2 separate regions of the Mus musculus genome follow, and region 1 is linked to region 2. The links are chromatin contacts, called in public HiChIP or PLAC-seq maps. All regions are on one chromosome and are shown on one strand. Each heading gives the region's core, a stretch centred on a gene start, on an enhancer-like site or on the middle of the called end of the contact. The rest is flanking DNA. Distances are from core to core; before and after follow the strand shown. Region 1 has its middle 22 kb from the start of Peli2. Region 2 has its middle 42 kb from the start of Gm35360.

What was found. HiChIP or PLAC-seq counts read pairs in DNA pulled down with a chosen protein or histone mark.
Region 1: an H3K27ac HiChIP or PLAC-seq map of embryonic stem cells shows a contact between it and region 2, with 9 read pairs. The contact joins two enhancer-like sites. A contact is called at or near these places in 1 of 115 datasets of contacts at active chromatin or transcription factors (embryonic stem cells) and 1 of 9 other capture datasets (embryonic stem cells).

The regions. Positions count from the first base shown.
Region 1 is chr14:48,095,716-48,101,772 of GRCm38.p6, reverse strand. No RefSeq gene overlaps it. Among named protein-coding and RNA genes, the nearest start is that of Peli2, 22 kb to the left of the region's middle. Within about 2 kb of position 2,307, at least 3 of the 459 cell types and tissues checked have an H3K27ac peak or open chromatin away from gene starts, as enhancers often do. A contact at or near this core is called in embryonic stem cells, where this site is marked.
Region 2 is chr14:47,852,827-47,859,016 of GRCm38.p6, reverse strand. No RefSeq gene overlaps it. Among named protein-coding and RNA genes, the nearest start is that of Gm35360, 42 kb to the right of the region's middle. Within about 2 kb of position 2,461, at least 10 of the 459 cell types and tissues checked have an H3K27ac peak or open chromatin away from gene starts, as enhancers often do. A contact at or near this core is called in embryonic stem cells, where this site is marked.

The sequences.
Region 1 (6,057 bases), core at 1,058-3,557, 240 kb before region 2:
TCTAGCAGGAGAGGTTCTGATTAGCTTAGCTTGAGCCAGGAGACCACTCTTGGTTGCAAAGGCTGGGATTGAGGGGCAAGGTTATTTGGTCCAACCACAGCTGGTATGGGAGCAATCTTCAGAGAAGTCTGTATGCGACTGTGGGGAAAATCCCCATGGCCTGACTGTGATTCCAATGGAGAGAAAGTGGGAGAGTTTGGGAGTATAAACAGATGTGGAAGGTGGTTTAGTTAGTGCTGTATGAGAGACACATGGATGGGAAGGGTGTGGTTGGAGCAGAAGGTATAGAGAAAGGTTAGGCCACCAAAGGGAATGAAGTACAGATAAATAACCTGCATCTGGAGAGGAGAGGTCAATTTGGGAGATGTGTGAGGAGAGAGCAAATCTGACATGCAAAGACTCAGAGAGTCTCTGTGCCAGGCTTCCATGCGTCCATGTTTTAATAGGAGGTTCTGGGTGCACAGAGGGTACACACTGCCTGGGGAGTGGCACGTGGTTTTTCTCGTGTATGTAGCTGAAAGGAAAGACATGCTATTGGAAAGAGGCAAGAGAACCAGAAAAGCTTCAGGAAAGCTTCAGGTTTTGTTCTTTAGATCAGCACAGGTAAGGGAGGATGAAGTCCAGTGGCTTAACACTTCCTTCAGAAGCACAAGAAACGCAAACCTCAGTTATTTGTGGGGAAAATACACACACACATACACACACACACACACACGCACACACACACACACACACACACAATTTAAACAGTATCAACACAGAATTGGATTCCTCCTAGCCTTGTGGCTGACCAGATATCTTCTGCAAGCCTGCCTACCCTCTTGACCTGCAGCAGACACAAATAATAACTGTGTTTATCCTGTGGCAAGCATCACTTACAGACTTTGCACAGACACCATACCTACTGTTCATAATAAGAATGAAATTGAGCCTATCATCCCCACCCTCATGATAGAGATGAAGAGGCTTAGAGAGCTTGTGAGTGGCATAGGTGGGCATTAGATGCAAAACATTTGGGTTCAGAATCCATGCATTTAAAAATGATGCCATGTCACCCCTTAACTACTGTGATGGTTAATGTTGCCACCTTGGCAGGATCTAGAATCATCTGGGAGCTAACGGCCTCTGGGTATGGCGGTCGGGGTGTGTGTGTTTGTGTGTGTGTGTGTGTGTGTGTGTGTGTGTGTGTGTATTTGGATAAGATCCACACATTCTGCCTACTTTCCATGGCTAGGATCCTGGAGCTGTGCAATAGCAGGCATCCCCCTATCTGCTTCCTGAGTGTAGACACTATGACAAGCCAGCCTCCTGCTCCTGAGACCACATTGCTGCCTGCTGCCATGTCTTCCTCACCATGACTGACTTCATTCCTCTGGCAAAAATCAACTGTTTCATTTAAGTTGTTTTTGTTAGTGTGTTTTATCACAACAATGGGAAAGTAACTAAGACAGTTAATTTTTTTATACTTTTACTTTGTACCTATTAGTAATGTCATGTGATATCCCTTTATATGCCAACAGTTTCAGTCACAATATACTTCTAACAGGAAGACCTTAACTTTGGTGCCTCTCTGCCCTAAAGAGACAACATTCACAGAAGGGCTGAATATGCCTGTTCACAAGGTACTATGGGGAAGAATCATAAACAGTGAGAGAGACTTTCGGTAAGAGCTTTATGCTCTTAAAAAGCTAGACGAAATTCCACCACTCTCTTTTATCATACATGACCACTGTTTCTTTCCTGATAGAGGACAGCTACCACAGGTTCAACTTCTGCTTACCAACACACACACACACACACACACACACACACACACACACACACACACACGCACACACACACGCACACATGCATGCATGTATAGCACTCAGCATGAAAGAGCAATTGTGTCTCCTCAAAGTCTCATCTTTATCTGCAGATCACTTGCAGCCTCTTTGCCAGGGTAACTCTGCTATTTCAGACTTACTAAAAAACTCTGCTGTTCCAATGCCATTCTCTGAGGACAGAGGTCACATCCTTGCTAAGGCACCTTTTGCTTGTTCAAGGACTGTACACTCCCTCCCACGTCCCCCACTGCTTTCAATAGCTCTGAAGTCCTCTGTTGGGGTTCCTAGCTTCCATTGTACAACTACTAGTTTTACTTACATTAGTATGGGGGAGGGAGAGAGACAAATTTGTTCCAGGAAGGCAGGCCAACATGCAAATGCTTTGCCAAATTTTCTCAATTTCATTATTGGATGGAGCAATGTCAGTATTCTGAATGTCAAATTATCAAATCCTATTGCCTAGTGGAAGTTGGCAGCCCTGAGCCCTTTTATGTGAACCCTGGACAAGACATTTAAGTTAGGTTGCTTTGCATAACAAGAGACAGAGAACTTCATTAGTGATACTTCCAGGAAAGGGAGTTTCAGCTGGAGCCTCTACGTGGATTGTAAGACCTGAGTCTGCTTGGTAGGCTGCCTGTCTCTCCTACAGGACTTGTGCCTAAGCTGTTGCTTCTTTTCGCCACCTTCCATAGGTGTGTGCTTCCTCTGTTGGCTCCCTGACTTCTTCTCTCTGACTTTTGCAGAGCTTACTGGAAATCCAGTCCCTGTGTGGCATGATTTGATGCTGAGCCTTTATCCTAATAATGATTCTTGGATTCCTTCTCTGTGCATATATTAGTTTACATTCCTGAGAGAAAGAATCTGCATGAGTCCACAGATGTCTTTGGAACACCAGGTAAGGCGTTTCAGAATAGCTTTGGCAACTGTCTTTCCTGTTCCAATCATTAGAATGCCGGGAGCCACTCAAGTGGTAGAAAACAAGGCTGCTGGCCATAAGCACTTGTTTCTCTCTCTCTCTCTCTCTCTCTCTCTCTCTCTCTCTCTCTCTCTCTCTCTCTCTCTCTCTGTCTCTCTCTCTCTCTGCAGTGTGTATGTGTGTGTGTGTGTGTGTGTGTGTGGTGTGTGATAGAAATTACTTTATCAGGACCTATGGTGTAGTAAGATATTTGGGGCAAAATGAAATAATATCTTTGTGACATCTTTGACTTTAAATTAAAATTAGACCATAAAAATTTAGAAACTTTACATTTGCATTCCTTCCTGGCCATCTTTCACATATAAGATGATGTGTATTTCCCAAAGTTCATGATTCAACAAATTCATGTATTATTTTGAAAAATACGTTTATTAGCAAATTATCAAAAAAAGCTTAAAGGTTACACAGTCTCTTTCATCTGCTTACGTTTCCATGGCGTCAGAGGCTGCTCCAACCTCCTCCCTAGTGTGAGACCCGCCCTCTTAGGCCTCACTTTCATGCAGGATGAACCATGAACCGTCCTTGTAAACCAAACTGCTGGACAAAACAGGGAGAGTTCAAAGGTCTTAGCCTTGCTTTTTGGCGTCTGATATAGGACCTGCAAAGTCAGAGCTCCCAAAACTCCCTCCAAGGATAACTTTGAGGAGAGAACTAGTGAGCTTGGGAGAAGAGTATATTTCAGTGATAAAAAGGGAAAAGCATCAGGTACAAAGATTGAAACTTGTTTTTCATAATTTTTATTTTAAATGGTCTCATAACCAAGTATTCAGACAGTATCATACTCCTTCCCACGTTAAAGTTCCACCTGTTTGCTTTGTTTTTGTGTTGTGTTTTGTTTTGTTTTGTTTTGTTTTGTTTTGTTTTGTTTTGTTTTGTTTTGTTTTGTTTCAAGAAAGAATTTCACTTTGTAGCCTGGCTATCCTGGAACTCACTTTGTTAAGTAGGCTGGCCTCTAACTTACAGAGATCCACCTGCCTCTGCCTCCCAAGATCTGGGATTAAAGGCGTGCACCACCACCACCTGGTGTCCTAGGGTGATTTTTAAAGATTCCCTAGGTTAAATGGAGTCATCATTTCTTTTTGCCCACATTCTCTTCTTAAGAAAGTTTCTTGCTAACAACTTTGAAAAGATTGACTCGTGCTTTGAGTAATTCCATAAGATCTATGACAGGAGCAGAGCTATTCAACACCTACAGTGGTGCAGCCACTGTGCTTGTAAACAGCCCTCATCTATGATCCTCTGAACAACTCTGTCTTTCTCTGTCTTTGTCTCTGTCTCTGTGTGTGTCTCTGTCTGTCTCTGTCTCGCTCCCTCCCTCCCTCCTTCCCTCCCTCACATACACACATGCTCACACACAAAGGTAGATAGAAGGGGACTAGTTGACTAGTTGAGAAGAGGAAGAAGTTTATTGGAAATAGGAAAAGAGGATAATGGGATGAAAATAATTAAAATATAATATGCCCAAGTGTAGAAAATTCACAATAAAATCCATTATTATATAATTATTATATGCTAAAAATGAAATATACTGTATACAATTATCTTCATGCTATGTGTATATGGTATATATAATATTAACATAGTGATGAATCTTATGCTTACACTTGGTTTACTACCCAAGGCCACTCATACTTTGTATGCAAATATTATCAAATCTTCCCAACTCTAACAAGGCTTGTCTAAATGTCTTCATATAGATCCTCAACCTGTATTAGGATTGACTGTAGAACATCCCAAAATTACATGTAGCTGACGTCACAGACACTGAAGGTCTAGAGAAGAACCTGGTTTCCGTGGGAAACTGGAGAGACTATAGAAGGAGTAAAGACAATATGGGAAGAAAGAGCAGAAGTTATCTGCCCAGAGATGCTGAGTTCCTCAAGCTGCATCAGGAGGGGCAGAGGGTCCTTTCCAGCTCAGACAATACAGTCTTCTCTATGAAGGTAAGTCTGTTTCACTTGTGCCTATTTTTAATCTGGATGAAGGCTGCTTTTGGTGGTGTGTCAAAAGACACAAAGAAATGGCCTCCACTCCTCCTGGAATTCTCCACAGGAGACTGAAAGCAGGCACCAAAGCATGCATTCGGTAAGCATTTGCAATGAATAGCAGTCTTGTCTGGGGTGGATTTCATGAGCAACTTCTGCCACCCACATGCAACTTAGTAGAAAAGTTTTCCCAGTGAGCTGCATGGTTCAGTTACTGTAACTACTCAGCATGTTATACTGAGAGTGTCTACTGTATAAGAAACACACTGCCAACAGCTCAAGATCCCCCAAGGGCATTAGGTGAATTGCAAGTCAGGTTTTTAATAAATCACAACCACTGTGATATTTACTGTGGACCATTGAATGCTGATGGGTTCCAGTCACGTGTCAAAATGGGTTCCAACCCTATTTCTCTTGACTTCCATGGAAAATGGATTCCAAGTGAAAACAAGGTGCTACAAAAGACTTTCTGCAATAATTCTGAACAAATCAATAGAATTTGAAAAAGGTTTCCTCAAAAAAAACCTTTTTACTAGAAAGTTAACTAAGACACACCTGAATAGATTGTATCTTCTGAGACGTGATCTCTGGCTCACCAGCTCCCCATTTATGTTGATGCCTTCTTATGTGTGGTGGTAGATTCTGTAATTGTCTAAGGCATTTGCCACTCAGTGTGATCACTTTGAATTAGGAGCACACATGACCTTTAACTAATGGCATTGTAACTGGATAAGAGTATTAACAATTGAAGAGTCTTAGCTTGCCTTCTGGACAAGGTCTAGGAAAGGTCACAAAGTCTCAACCATGGGAAGCAAGGTGTCAGGCTTTGAGCAATAACAGGTACCGCTTTTCTTGTTGAAAGGAGCAGACAGTTTAACTATCTGGATGTGAGGCCAAGAGTGAGTTATAACAGAAGTTGTCAGCCCAAGAGGTAAGTCCATGAAAGCTACCTGGAGGAGAACTGAGTCTGTCAACCATGCTAATAGAGTAAAATAAAGAATATATATGTATGTATTATTATGTATATATGTCTATCTATCTCTATCTATCTATCTATCTATCTATCTATCTATCTATCTATCTATCTATCTAATATATTGACATTTGCAAGTTAAATAGCCTCTTTCTTCCATAGTAGCTCAAGAAGCTTTCTCGGAATTGGTCAAAAACAAAGCATAGCTAAGATTAGAGACATTGCAGTGTAGTTCTTCCTAAGTGCCCAACAATCATAATGGCCCATTGCCTATTGAGTTAGAGCTGAGGAAAATCA
Region 2 (6,190 bases), core at 1,212-3,711:
TACCAAAGTGTCTGGAGAGAAGCGCAGAAGTTAAAATCACGTGCTGCCCTTGCAGAGGATTTAGATTTGGTTTCCAGCATCCCCTCCGAATGGCTCATTAGTTTCCTGTAACTCCAGTTCCTGGGGACCCAATGCCCTCTGGCTTTTGTACACATGTGATGTACATAAGCTCACAAAAGCATACATGTACATTCAAATAAATCAATAAATATTTTTTAAGTACTCATGTACAAGCATGAAGACCTGAGTTCAAATCCCCGGCATCTATGTACAAAGCCAAGCAAAACCATGCATTCCCATAACCCCAGCACTGGGCCAGCAGAGTGGGAGGCAGGGCAGAGACAAGAGGCCTCCCAGGCTCACCAGGGCCCTCAGCAAAGACTAGGGAGGTCCCCCAGAGGCTTCTGTGTGCACACATAGCCGATTCAGAACCTGGGACATATTTCAAGCTCTGAATCACTAACACAGCTTTTACTCCCTGCTCTGCGGGAGAAAGACCTGAGGAGCAAAAGAAAAGCCCTGGGACTCAGAGATGTGAGATTCTGGTCAAGAGCATGTGCTGGAAGGAGGAGAAGAGAGCCTAGGTTTCACTTCATCTCCATCTGAGCTCTAAGCTAATGAATTTCAGTACTACAGGGCAGCGGGGAGGAAATTATGAGCTTCTATCCAAACCACAGATCTGAGAACAGCTGTCTGTTCTGAGCTGGCTTCACACGCACGCACACACACACACACACACACACACACACACACACACACACACACACACACGCGCGCGCGCCTCTACAGAGGATTTATGATGCGGTTAAGAAAGCTCTATCTGGGACCAGTCTGAAGAGTATTTGGTGAAGGAAGGTGCCTGGCAGGACAGATGTGCTTTGACCCCTACCTCACTGGCAGGGAGCTCTAGGGCAAACCCACCTCCCTCATCTGCCTGCACTGTCTCCAGCTATTCAGTGGAACCATTCCTTTGCATTTCATTTATGTCGGTGTCCACTAACAACAGCACACTGAATCTGTCTCAGTAGACTGCTGTGGAATACAGCCGCTGAAACTACTCTTAGGTCTTTGTCTCTGACATTTCCTTTCCAATTAGGCTCAAACAAAACCAATTCTGCCCAGCCTCCTGGATACAAACCTCAGGGTGTTCTTTAGCGAAGGCCTAGAAGGAACGCAAGTCCTTCAAACGTCTTACAGTCCTTCTTCCGAAGGCCCATCAACTCCTTTAATCCCTTCTATCTATATTGTTGAGCTCCTACAAAAACCAAACTTGACCTGAAATTTAAAGTACTTAAGTCTTTTAATTAAAAAAGTTTTGACAAGTGCATTTTTTTACAACTAATGTCTGTTTTTGTAACAGATAGCTACTGTGTCAACATCTAAGGGCTGTGCTTTGCACTGGGTTAAACACAGTTCAAATTAGAAAGACTATGCCACTGTGTTTGTCTAGAAAGGGTAGGCATGTGAAGGAGTGAAATGCCCTAAATTAACCTTGAAGCCCCACCTGACCCCCGCAGACCAGATAACTTCCTGGAATGCTGGGAGTTGTGGTTCTTGGGAAATAACAATACCTCATGGGAAAGTAAGATGGCCTATAGGCTTGTCTTTATTAACACCTCCTACCCCCACCCCCAAAACACAACACGTGTCTCAGAGCCACTCAGCAGGGAAATTCCGGGGAGTGGTCCTGATCAAAGTCCATCTCTTGGTCAGTATTTAATATTTAATAAAGCGTCTTTCAAATTTGGTCCCAAATGGGGGAGGTGGTTTTGCTCCAGTGCATAGCTCAGACCTTCCCTCCGAAGGGTCACATTTGTGATAAATTGACAGTATTTTGACCAGAGAAAAGTATGTTAATATCCATATGTTCGTGGAGCTCTTCAAACTTTAGATGTAAAGGGATGGGATTGAGACATCTTCTTCAGGGAAGAGGAGGGGGAGTCTGTGGGTGTAGAGAAAGAAACGAGCACAGGACTTAGGGCAAAGTTCCTCTGGGTTCTGCGGGGTGTTTAATTTTCAGTCTCTTCCCCTCCAGCTTTAAGCCTCCCTGGCTACTGGGATTTCAGTAAGAAGATTAAGGACAGTTAACGTTCCTCTTTGGCAAGTTTTGTCTTTGGGTAGACAAGGGAACTTTAGAGACACTCCCTTCCTGAGCTACTGGAGAAAAAGAGCAAAGTAGGTGGGGGAGGGGACCCCCCCCCCAGGCGGCTCTCTCCGAGTACTAGAGAGTGCTAGTTTCTGAATCCCGACAACGCAGAACAACCTAGTCTCTAAGCCCCAATGGAAAGACTGTACCATGGAGGAGGCATCATGGATCAGAAAGGTCTTTAAAAAGAAAAGAAACCTCATAGACTGTTTGTAATCGGTCAAATGAACATTCTCATCTAACCATGCGCAGCACCTCTTGTTTACAACTGGCACTCTACCCCACCCTGCCTCTCCGTCTAGCCCACAGTTGGAACGCAGTTGCATTGTAAATCTGACAGGCTCACATTTACACCACATTCTCTCCCATCCGGCCATGAGACTCAGGTGACCAGGAAGCATCAGCTGGAACAAGGACAACTCAGGAGTGCAGGGGGTGGGGGTGGGAGAAGCATGCCATGGGCTAATCCTTGACCACAGCAGAAATAAGCCAGCACATAAATGTCTTCTGCTCCCTGCGTACTTCCAAGTGAGCAGCTTTGAGAGAAACTTCAAACAGTGCTGTGGGGTGATGGGCCCAGTCCCCCAGCAGCGGCCACCAGAGCTCTGTGACTGTGATTAAGCTGTTGAAGATCTCTAGGATTCTACCTCCACTTTAAAAAGAAAAAAAGGGGGATACTTCCAAGAGTGGTAGCAAACACATATTTATATTCCAGCACTTGGGACATAGAGCAGATACAGGGTTCTAGGCCTTCCTTGGCTGAATAGTGAATTTGAAACAAGTGTGGGTTGTATGAGAGACCCAGTCTCAAACAACAACAGCACACATACACACACACACACACACACACACACACACACACACACACACACACCACTTACCTTGAAGGCCTACATTAAGCCACCTGCCTGACGTTGACACAGGGCTCCTATTGGGAATATCAGCTGGGACCCTTTCTAACCCTTTTGCCAACAATCAGAGATGAATCCTTCCATCCTTTGATTCCTGTTGGACCCCCGACCAGTTTATCCTTTCTTTACAGTTGCTTTGAATTCTGAAAAATGATGTGATCATTGCAGTGCGCCTTTTGTTAGGTCTCAAATTTGGGCTAACTGAGGTGCCTATTTAACATATCAAAGTGGACCCTGATCACCAGGTTCTCCCAGCATTCCTCAGTCCCTACCTGTTACAAGGTATGGCTGGCAAACCCAGTCCACTGAGTAAGGTGCCCTTCACACCTGCAAACCAAGAATTAAGCTGTCCTTCCCTATATAATCCAGCCATTTTGGTTACCCCGCCTTTTGTCTACCCTTCACTCTCCTGCCTCTGCCCTCTCCCTTTCCCTCACAGAGCTTGGCTCAAGCTCTTGTTCTCTGTGGATTCTCCAGGGGTAGCCTCTGGCTATGCTCTCACTCCCTTTTATATATATACAATAAACTACCTCCTCCTCCATACTTAGGTGTGGTCATGCTCTTCCTTTATTTTATTTTTCATTCACTTTTCTTGTCTAAATGATTTTTGGCTCTATCTTCCCTCAAAGCTCTCCTCTTTTTGCCTCTGCATAAGCATGGTGAGTGGAATTTCCCTACAGTTTTCAGTCTCCTAAGGTCCAGAGGCAGAGTGTACTGGCTAGTTTTGTATCAACTTGACACAGCTGGAGTTATCACAGAGAAAGGAGCTTCAGTTGAGGAAATGGCTCCATGAGATACAACTGTAAGGCATTTTCTCAATTAGTGATCAAGGGGGAAAGGCCCCTTGTGGGTGGGACCATCTTTGGACTGGTAGTCTTGGTTCTATAAGAGAGCAGGCTGAGCAAGCCAGGGGAGGCACACCAGTAAAGAACATCCCTCCATGGCTTCTGCATCAGCTCCTGTTTTCTGACCTGCTTGAGTTCCAGTCCTGACTTCCTTAGGTGATGAACAGCAGTATGGAAGTGTAAGCTAAATAAACCCTTTCCTCCCCAACTTGCTTCTTGGTCGTGATGTTTGTGCAGGAATTGAAACCCTGACTAAGACAAATTGGTACCAGGAGTGGGGTTTTCCTGTGACAACCTGAGCATGTTTGGGGGAGGACTGTGGAAGGACTTTGGAACTTTGGGCTTGAAGACCCATTCGATCCCTGTCAGATGTTGTGTAGGAGCTTGGAAGAGAATGTTGAGAACAGTGCAGAAGATGGAGGTATGGCTTGTGAAATTTCAGAGGGAAAATTAAAGACTCTTTTCAGGGCCATTGCTGTTTTGATTGTGAAGATTCTGTAGCTCTGGTTAGCTGGGGCTGAAGAATCAGCTGTGATTAACAAGATACCAAAACTACTAAAGCAAAAATTTTGCATTACTGGGACTATTGATGCTGGTTAGCTGGAGCTAAGAAATTAGCGGTGATTAAGAAGAGACCAGCATCGTTGAGGTAACATCTTCTGGGAAGTGTTTTCTGAAGCACAAAGAGGCTGTGTTCCAGAGATAGCCAAGGTTGTACTCCTGCTGCATCGGGACTTGGTAATGTGCAAGGGTCACCCAGGTGTTACTGGTTTTGAAGTCATGAAGGGGTCACGAAGAGCATCTGAGGCTCGGCACTGTGAGAGGCCATGGAAGGCCATTGGTAAAGGTGCAGCCTCAATTGCAATTGATGGCCCAGGATTGAAGAGGTCATGCAGTGTTTTGGAGATGCCAGTACCATGAGATGACCACCAAGAGCAGCAGCAGTGGAGTACAGGCAGCTGGAGCCTAGAAGACAAGCTGTGTGCTACAAAGGGTGTGGCTGGAGAAGTGACCCAAGCCCTTGGAAGAGCCCAGAAGATCATGAGTTGGATTCCAGACATTGGACAGTTGCTTCTTTGTCATGATGTTTGTGCAGGAATAGAAACCCTAACTAAGACACAGGGTTTGGTCTAAGAACCTGGGAACTCTGAACAGAGAAGAATTAAGCATCCTAGGTTCTGGGATAGAGTTGGTCTCCAAGATCTGGAACACGAGGCTCCTCCCACATTGACTATCTTCAGATGTCAGATGAAATGGACAAACTAGGCCATTGCCAGTGTTGCCTCTTTCCCTAACTTATTCCACCAAAGCCCGACATTACAGGTCTGCAAAGTGGTCTTGGGTCAATCACTTAACCTTGATGTCTATCCTTTCTCCCCACTCTTTCCCTGGAGACACTTTCAAACCCCAGGAGACCATCTCCCTGTCTCACCGTAACCTCAAAAATAGCTGGAGACTGATTATATGACTACTATAAACACCTGCTGATGGTGTGGAAGACGGCTGGGTGTTCTGTAACATGAAAGACGCCCGTCAAAACTGAGTGAGATCTGTCCTTATAAGCAGAGAATGAAGGAGTGTGTGGTTAGCTTGACACAGTCAAGAATCACTAGAAAATCCTTGGCGAGAAATTGTCTGGATTAGGTTGTCTCATGGGTACACCTGCGAGGAACTGCTGAACCATCTCTCCAGCCCCGGGAGGAATTTTCTTAATGGATTTAATTGAAGTGGGAATACTCACCCAAAATGTGATCCACACTGTATTTGAGGGCTGGGTCCCAGACTGAGGGGCAAGGAGAAAGCCAGCAGATCATTGGCAGTTATTCTCTCCTCTCTTGACTGTGGCTGTGAGCAGCTGTTTTCAAGTCCTGGCCACCCTGACTTCCCCTGCAATGATGGACTGTAACCCGGAACTGTAAGCCAAACAGACTTATTCTCCCTGTAATCGCTTCTGTCAGAGTATTTTTATCACAGCAACAGGAAATGAAATTAATACAGAGTAAGTACATTAAAATGCTTTAAAGTTTCTGTATCCTGGCAGGATTATGGGTAGAAACCTTCCCTTGTGGCTGGTGAATTTTCTAAGTTTGTTACAATAAATGTGTTATTTCGGATATAAATTTTAAGTAAAGCGTTCCAACTGAAACTGCCCTACCCAAAAGCTTGAGTCTCCTGCATTCCTAAGCCTTAAACAAACAGCTCCCCTGTGGCCCTGCCCCTAAGCCCTGTCCTCTAATCAATCTCACCCCCATTGTGCTGAATAGCAAACAAGATGGCTCCCCAGTGAT